Linked DNA regions of Gossypium arboreum: region 2 is linked to region 1. The links are chromatin contacts, called in public Hi-C maps. All regions are on one chromosome and are shown on one strand. Each heading gives the region's core, a stretch centred on a gene start, on an enhancer-like site or on the middle of the called end of the contact. The rest is flanking DNA. Distances are from core to core; before and after follow the strand shown.

Evidence for each region. A called contact is a pair of places that touch in the nucleus more often than the background predicts.
Region 2: a Hi-C map of leaf shows a contact between it and region 1, with 5 times the contacts expected there. The contact joins the promoter of LOC108486201 here to the promoter of LOC108476348 in region 1. A contact is called at or near these places in 3 of 5 Hi-C or Micro-C datasets (all in leaf).

Annotation. Positions count from the first base shown.
Region 1 is chr3:8,741,493-8,745,418 of ASM2569848v2, forward strand. LOC108476348 (histone-lysine N-methyltransferase, H3 lysine-9 specific SUVH4-like) reads left to right here and starts at 1,907. Exons shown (of 16, transcript XM_017778536.2): 1 at 1,907-2,151; 2 at 2,442-3,786. The coding sequence starts at 2,470.
Region 2 is chr3:8,942,361-8,946,286 of ASM2569848v2, forward strand. It overlaps LOC108486201 (ADP-ribosylation factor GTPase-activating protein AGD3-like), which reads left to right and starts at 1,957. Exons shown (of 20, transcript XM_017790101.2): 1 at 1,957-2,367; 2 at 2,652-3,066.

The sequences.
Region 1 (3,926 bases), core at 657-3,156:
AAATTTAGCAAGTACGCTAAGTTTTTACCCTTGTCACATCCATATACTCTGCTGATATAGCTAAACCTTACTTAAAAGAAGTTTATAAGCTATATGGTACTCCAAAGGTGATTATATGAGATAGGAATAATTTGTTTTGCCAGCTTGATCTGGTAAGAGCTAATGAAGCTTTTAGGCACCAGTTGGCACCTTACTACTACTTATCATCCCGAATCTGATGGACAAACTGAAAGATTGAATATGTACGTGTTTCCTTAAAGCAAAGGATTGGGTTAAATACTTACCTTTAGCTGAATGGTGGTATAATAGCAGTTTCCGTACAAACATAGGTATGACACCCTTACAGGCTCTTTATGGTTATAAACCCCATGATTTTGCATGGGAAGCAAGCATAAATGCTAGAGTAGTTATTGTTGAAGAGCTGCTTGAAAAAAGAGAACAACTTGGCAAAATGTTGGTTGAGCAATTTGAGAAAACGCTGCAAAGGATGAAGTATTATGTAGATAGGAACATGTCTAAGAGAGAATTTCAAATTAGAGATAAGGTTTTTTTTGAAGATTCAACCTTACAAGAAAACTTTAATAGCTCAAGAAAGAATCTCAAATACTTTGGACCCTACACTATCATTCAAAAAATTGGACCTGTAGGCTGTACCTTACAAATTAGATCTCCCAAATGATGCCAAAATTCATCCAGTGTTCCATATTAGTCTGCTAAAGAAGAAAATTGGCTCTAAGGCAGTAGCTTGATATAAATAGAATGCTTTGAATTTCGTTCGATTTGAGTTTATCCAAGGTTTACTTTATTTGAAATTTGGGTTTAGATTCGTTTTAAATTATTGTGTTATGTCTTGTTTTTAAATTTAAATTTTAGTTATTTTATATTGAGATAAATTTTAAAAGCATATATAAATTTTCATTTAATGTACAATATTATACAAGAATTTCGGTCCAGTGTAAATTTATACATAAAATTTTAATTTTGATTCAATTTTCATATAACACTTGCAATATTATCTAAGTAACATTATTTTTCTTGAAGTCGGTGAAAATTCAAATTACTTATTGATATTTTACTAAACTAAAAATGAATTAGTAAATTTTAATATTTCCACATAATTTAAATTATTCTTTTGGAAATAATCTACGTAAATTTAAATTATCTTTCCACTAGTACATTGGTAAAGATATATATTTTTTAATCTACGTAAAAATAATTTAAATTTATTAATTTATGTTTTAGTTTAATAAAATATTGCATTAGCAATTTTATATAATATGATGAAAAATAATGACACATAAATAACAATGCTATTATATTGTGAAAATTGAATTAAAATTAAATTAAATATATAATATTATATATTAAATTAAAATTTATGTATAATTTTGAAATATTTTTTCTTTTAGAGCACTGTACTAAACTTTGAAGCCCAATGCCTAAAAATCTACTCGAATTTGATTTGGGCTTACCTACAGTCCTCGACATGCCTAGTGGCACAAACTCTGGAGTAATATAATTTTGGACTTCTTTTTTCTCAATTTTCATGAATGATTTTATGTGTTTTTAATTAAATAAATAAAATTAAACATATTAATTATTATGATAATTAGAGTATTTTAATAATATAAAAAATATATCATAAATAAAGTCTGAATGAAGATATTTTTTTACTAATTAAAGTGAAAATATTTATTTAAAAAAACATGTATTTTAATTTTTTGGTACTATGAAAACTTACAAGTTAAGAGATATTATAACACTTGATTTTAATTTTTTTTGAAGCATGTGCGTTTTTTTTATTTTTAATATTTTTATTAACATTTTAAATGTAGTTTACTTAACCTATTTTTCTAGTATTCACTAAAATATTATATACTTGTATTTTATAATATGTTTATATATGTATATATATATATTATATGATATTGGCAAAAAGGTTGAATGACAGAGAGCAGAATCTTGAATGTGAGAATCATGCTTTGAGACTTTTATTCAAATCCGTCAAAATCTCAGCTTTCCCGCTGCTCTCAATCTCTAAATCAGAAAACCCATGTCAAGAAGAATAGTTTTACGAACCCTAGACTCGATTCTAAAAGACGGCAACTTTCCAGTTCAGTCTCCTCCAACATTCCAGCTCTCCTTTCACTGGTAGGCTTCTCCACTCTCTTTTCCCTCCTTTTTCTTCGATTTTCTTTTCTTTTTTTTTCTATACTTGCAAATCAATTTTCCATCTAGAATGAGTCTAATAAAACAATGCTGGTTCTTTATGTTCTCAAAGATTTACTACGCACCTTGAAATCGATTCTGCTAATTCACTCCGTTCTTTTTTTTTTCTATGAAAATTTAGAGAGCCAGTGTGATCTGTAGACGTGTTTTTAGTAGAAAATTTCTTTTGTATTTCCGCTTACTCCGACATTCTAATATTCCTCTGCATGCAGATCTTGTAGCGTGGTTTCAATTTTTTAAATGGAAATACAGCGAAGAGTTAGTCCAAGGTTTCAAAATCTACCAAACGGTGGTAAATCGAACATTGAGAAGATATGGAATGCAACAAAATCAAGAAAAACATTAAATACTAGAGTTAGCCCAAGGTTTCAAAATCTACTAAATGTTGGGAACTCAAACATTGAGAAGATAAGGAATGCAACTGACTCAGGAAAGAAATCAAATACTAGAGCTAGCCCTAACTCAAAGATTGTGAAGATACGGAATGAAACTGACTCGACAAAGATATCAAATACTAGAGTTAGCCCGAGGTTCCAAAATCTACCAAAATTTGAGAAGATGCGGGATGCAGCTGACACAAGAAAGAAATCAAATACTAGAGTTAGCCCAAGGTTTCAAAATCTACCTAATGGTGGTAACTCCAACAATGAGAAGAAAAGGGATGCAGCTCTCTCAACAAAGACATCAAATACTAGTGCTAGCCCAAGGTTCCAAAATCTACCAAATATTGAGAAGATATGGAATGCAACCGACTCAAGAACAACATCAAATACTAGAGTTAGCCCAAGGTTTCAAAATCTACCTAATGGTGGTAACTCCAACAATGAGAAGAAAAGGGATGCAACTCCCTCAACAAAGACATCAAATAGAGTTAGCCCAAGGTTCCAAAATCTACCAAAATTTGAGAAGATATGGGATGCAACCGACCCAAGAAAGAAATCAAATACTAGAGTTAGCCCAAGGTTCCAAAATCTACCTAATGGTGATAACTCCAATAATGAGAAATTAAGGGATGCAACTCTCTCAATAAAGACATCAAATACTAGAGTTAGCCCAAGGTTCCAAAATGTACCAAATGTTGATAACGCAAACATTGAGAAGACATGGGATGCAACTGACTCAAGAAAGACGTTAAATACTAGAGTTAGCCCAAGGTTTCAAAATCTACCAAATGGTGATAACTCAAACATTGAGAAGATACAGAATGTACCCGATTCAAGAAAGACACCAAATACTAGAGTTAGCCCCAGACTCCAAAGTATTCCTTTGGAGAAGAGACCCTTTTATGGTAGTAGCCAGAAGAGGAAAACGTTGGATGATTCTCAAGATGAGATCATGGTCAAAAAACACAAAGTTGGTAATGCAAAGCTGGAGTGTTTATCTAATGGTTATGTTACAGTTGAAAATGATGAAAAAGATGTTGCTGATTTACAGGAAACTGATTCAAAAGGGGGCAAGTATGGTGATGATTTGACCTCTATTCATGGAATAAGTACGACTATGGCAGTGAAAGATAAACTCAGGCTGTTCAATAAGTATTTCCTCCACTTCTCTAAGGTGAATTGTTTATTTTTTCTGCAATGGTTTTGTATAGAAGTAAGAATTGGTGCATGTTTATATATGTTTTGTTGAAGGGAAAATGTAAAAAGAAAATGTTTTATGGATTTTTTAAAAACTAAATGCAGTACTTATTGCAA
Region 2 (3,926 bases), core at 707-3,206, 200 kb after region 1:
CTTACTACACGATTTTATTCTATCACAACAAGTGATCAACTAAGCAATTCCAAGCTTCAATTCCAGTTATCTCGGTCCTCTTCAAGATTCGGAGCTTCAACAGAGGTAAAGTAGACATTACCACCTTTCCAATGATATAATAAACACAATTTTTAATTAACTATACTAATTAAAATTCTCTTACAAAGGTACCTTATTGGATTTGTAACATCAAGTCAAAAACTGGATTCCTCACAAAATTGATCTCTCTAGCCCTCCTAATCACTTACAAACATCAATACTAGACCAAATACACATATACTAAGCATCAATTTCACATTTAAATCAATTTCACAAAAATTCAGAAAATCGGTTCATGAAGATGATGAAATTAACATTTCTTCAAATTACCTCAAAAATCATGTTTAATCTTGATAAATAATACCAAAAACCTTTTAATAGATCCATTTTGAGTTGAAACATCCATTGATTGACGAATTTCCTCTCAAAATTCAAGATCCACTATTAAAGAACCATGTGTTTTTAGAAGAAGATGACATTGATAAAAATCATTTAATTGACTCTCAAATCATGTAAAAATATTTTTAATCTTCATAAAAACAAGTTTAGGATTGAAGATTACCTTTGATTCGCTCTAGATTCGTTGATTGAAAATCTTGATTTAAGAAACTTGAGAAATTTTAGAATATTCTTAGCTACTTTTGAAAATAATTTCGGATGAATTGAGAGTGTATTTTGAAAAGAAAATTGGCTGGATCTATTATTTGATAATAGATCTTTAAAACCATGCAAAGAAAACTAATTTTATAACTTTCTAATTTTATGTAAATGGTGTGAAAAGCAGGTTAGATGCATTGTGCTTAAAACTGAAACAACTCACCAAAAATTTAAAATTTGGGGAATTTGCCTAATTGCTACTCCCACATTTCCCTTACTTTGCCAATTGATTATTTCCCTAAAAAATTTCAAATTTTAAGGTTTATTTGCCAAATAAGTACTCCAAAATTTCCTTATTTTACAATTTAATCTAATTTAATTAATATTTAAATTTAACTTAAATTAACCCCAATAAAAATTATTTAAAATATTTTTCGATCCAAATAATTATTTTCACTAATAATTATTCAATTACTTTAAAATTAATTTTCCAAAAATATTTTTATTTTTTCAGCTTATTGTTTAATTGATTTTAGATGAAATTAACCTTCTAAATTAAATTAAAAATTACTAGAAGCCCCATAAATTCCTAGTTTCACGCTAGGAACTCGAAAAATATACTCAAAACTATTAGACTCGGTTTAGGGATATTACAACTAATCATACATGTTACTCGCTGAGATTGTCCCAAGACGACTCATTTTTGGTACATGATGTGATGGGTGTTGATTTAATGGTTATACACTAAACATCATTCTAATTAAGTAACTTCCCACAAAGATCTACTAAAGTTAGAATGATGGCCAAATGCGAAGCAATTATTAGTACGTGTGAATACTTAAGAAATTAGGTTCACGTATTAATTAGATGGAAATTCATGTTCTTACTAGTTGATTAATATTACCCCAATGTGACTTAATTCAATGTTTGTAGGAATTATCGTTGCAACGACTTACAAATATTTTCAAGATTTAATTTAAACGTATGCATCATCTTAATGCATATTAAATATTGCAAAAGGCTTTTCAAATATTTGTTTAATACAAAAATATTAATTAATGAATATTTTATTTTTAATTTGAAAATGATACTTATTCACTTACTAAACATACTTAGTAACAACAAACTGAATGAAAATAACTAAGGGATAGAATAGGAACTTCATAATTGTTATGAGCTGTGACAAAGAACAAACTGAATGAAAATAAGGAATACAACAGGAATTTCATGATTATCATGAACTGTAACAAACTAAAACAGTTATTGATAATAATTGTTCTCCGATCACTGAAGCCGAGACTAGAAAACGTTGAAAGAAATTTGATAAAGTAGCTCGTTGCTACATTCTAGCAAGCATGACCATCACCTTTTATAAGAATCCATGAAAATAGGTAAAATAGTCGGCAAAGCAATCAAGAGCCTCCATCTTTTTAGCTCGAATAAAATGACTGTCATACCAAAAAGGAAAAAATCCCAATCAAACATGTTCTCATATCCCACTAACAAAGCTCGAGAAATGCTATCCCGAAATATAGAACTTAACATATGATGGACGAAAAGCAAATTTAGGTCCCAAGAAATACTGTCTCAAAGAGCAGAGGAGAGGATCTATCATCTCGACTGCCCAGAACAAAAATGCCCACAACAAATGTCATGTTCAATTGTTGCAGATATTTTGGGGGCGGTGATGAGTTGAGTAACTGTGCTCAAGTAAGGCTGAAATTTCTTGGTTGCCTTTCCATTACAATTTTAATTTTCAGGTCCCCACCCTTCGCCCTCCTCTCTTTCCACCGATTCATAATATATATGCTAGATATTTTGATCACCACCAAGTCTCAGAGAAATTTACATTTAGAAAGAATAAATATTCGAATTTATAAAAAATTATTATGATTAATTAAGATTTGGAACATATATGAATACAATGGATGGAAATGTAATCTATGCAGATTGCGTTCAATTATCCAAAAAGAATGATAATTAAAATTTGGCAGGTGACGGGACCGACCGGAGCAAGAAAATCAAAATGGAAGAGGAAAGAGAGTAGTTCTAGTTTGGGTCCCGCTTCCTCGATTGCTGAGTTAGCGAGACAGAAGCATCTTTCAGTTTCTATGATCTACTACCACTCGCTCATGGCGCGTTATTTTCCAATCTCCCACCAATTCAAACTTCAAAAAGTAGATATTTCATTACACGCTTCTCCACTTGCACTCTTCACCTTTCTCTTTTCCCTTTTTTTTCTCTCTGAATGAGGGAGGGGTAAGGAAGGTAGCTCCTGTCAGAAACACACAGTCGTAACGCCGTTTTCAAGAACATCCTCGAAACGACGACGTAGGTTTTGGTATCCACAGCACGCTGTTAAAAATTTTGGCTCCACCAAACGAAATCGTAGATTAAAAGGAAAAAAAAGTAAGGGAAGGGAAGGGCTAATTATGTCTGTGTGTTTTCGCTTTTATCTAAGTTGTCTTTGTGTCTCACCTTCACGCATGTTATGGACATTTTTTAGGTTTAATGTATGGAAAATGGACTAATTAATTTCTTTTTCTTTTTCCTTTTTGTTTTAGTTTCTTCCTCACTCACTCACTCTCTCAATTCCCAAGGCTCTCACCCTTAAAAACAACCTCCACTTCCTCTAATCAAAATCTTATGTTTTCTTGTCCCTTCCTTCCTCCTCCACTTTCTCTTTTCTAGGGTTTTATTTTATTTATCTTCTTTCGGTTATATATATATTTTTTACCTTTCGTTGTGTTAAATTGAAACCTCAAAGCAAATAGTATTACACATAAAGCGAAAAAAAGAACTGTAAACAAGATTAAAAAAAAAAAACTTTCTGTTAAATTAAATGCCGTGAAATCCATGTGAATCGAGTTGATGGAGCTGAATTTCTTGCTCTGGAAGCCGACTGTTGTCAAGTCACCTCGTCTTTACTTTTTGGGAGGGTTTGAATCAGAGTGAAGGGGAGATCTCAGGGGTTTAGTCTTATTCTACGAAGGATCGAGCATTGATGTAATGTTAATTAAGATTTTATCGTGAAGAGAAGAAAGAATCGTGGCCTCCACAATGCATTTCGCTAAGCTCGATGACTCTCCCATGTTTCGCAAGCAGGTTTCTCTCTCTCGACGTTCTTTACTTAGCTGGAACGAAGTCGAGGACATTGTAGATTTACATACTCCCCCCCCCCCTCCACCCTCCAAAATTGTTTACATATTTAGCTGAATTATTTCAGGTTGCTTATTTTGATTGCCGTTTTTGTAACCTTCAGTGCTTTG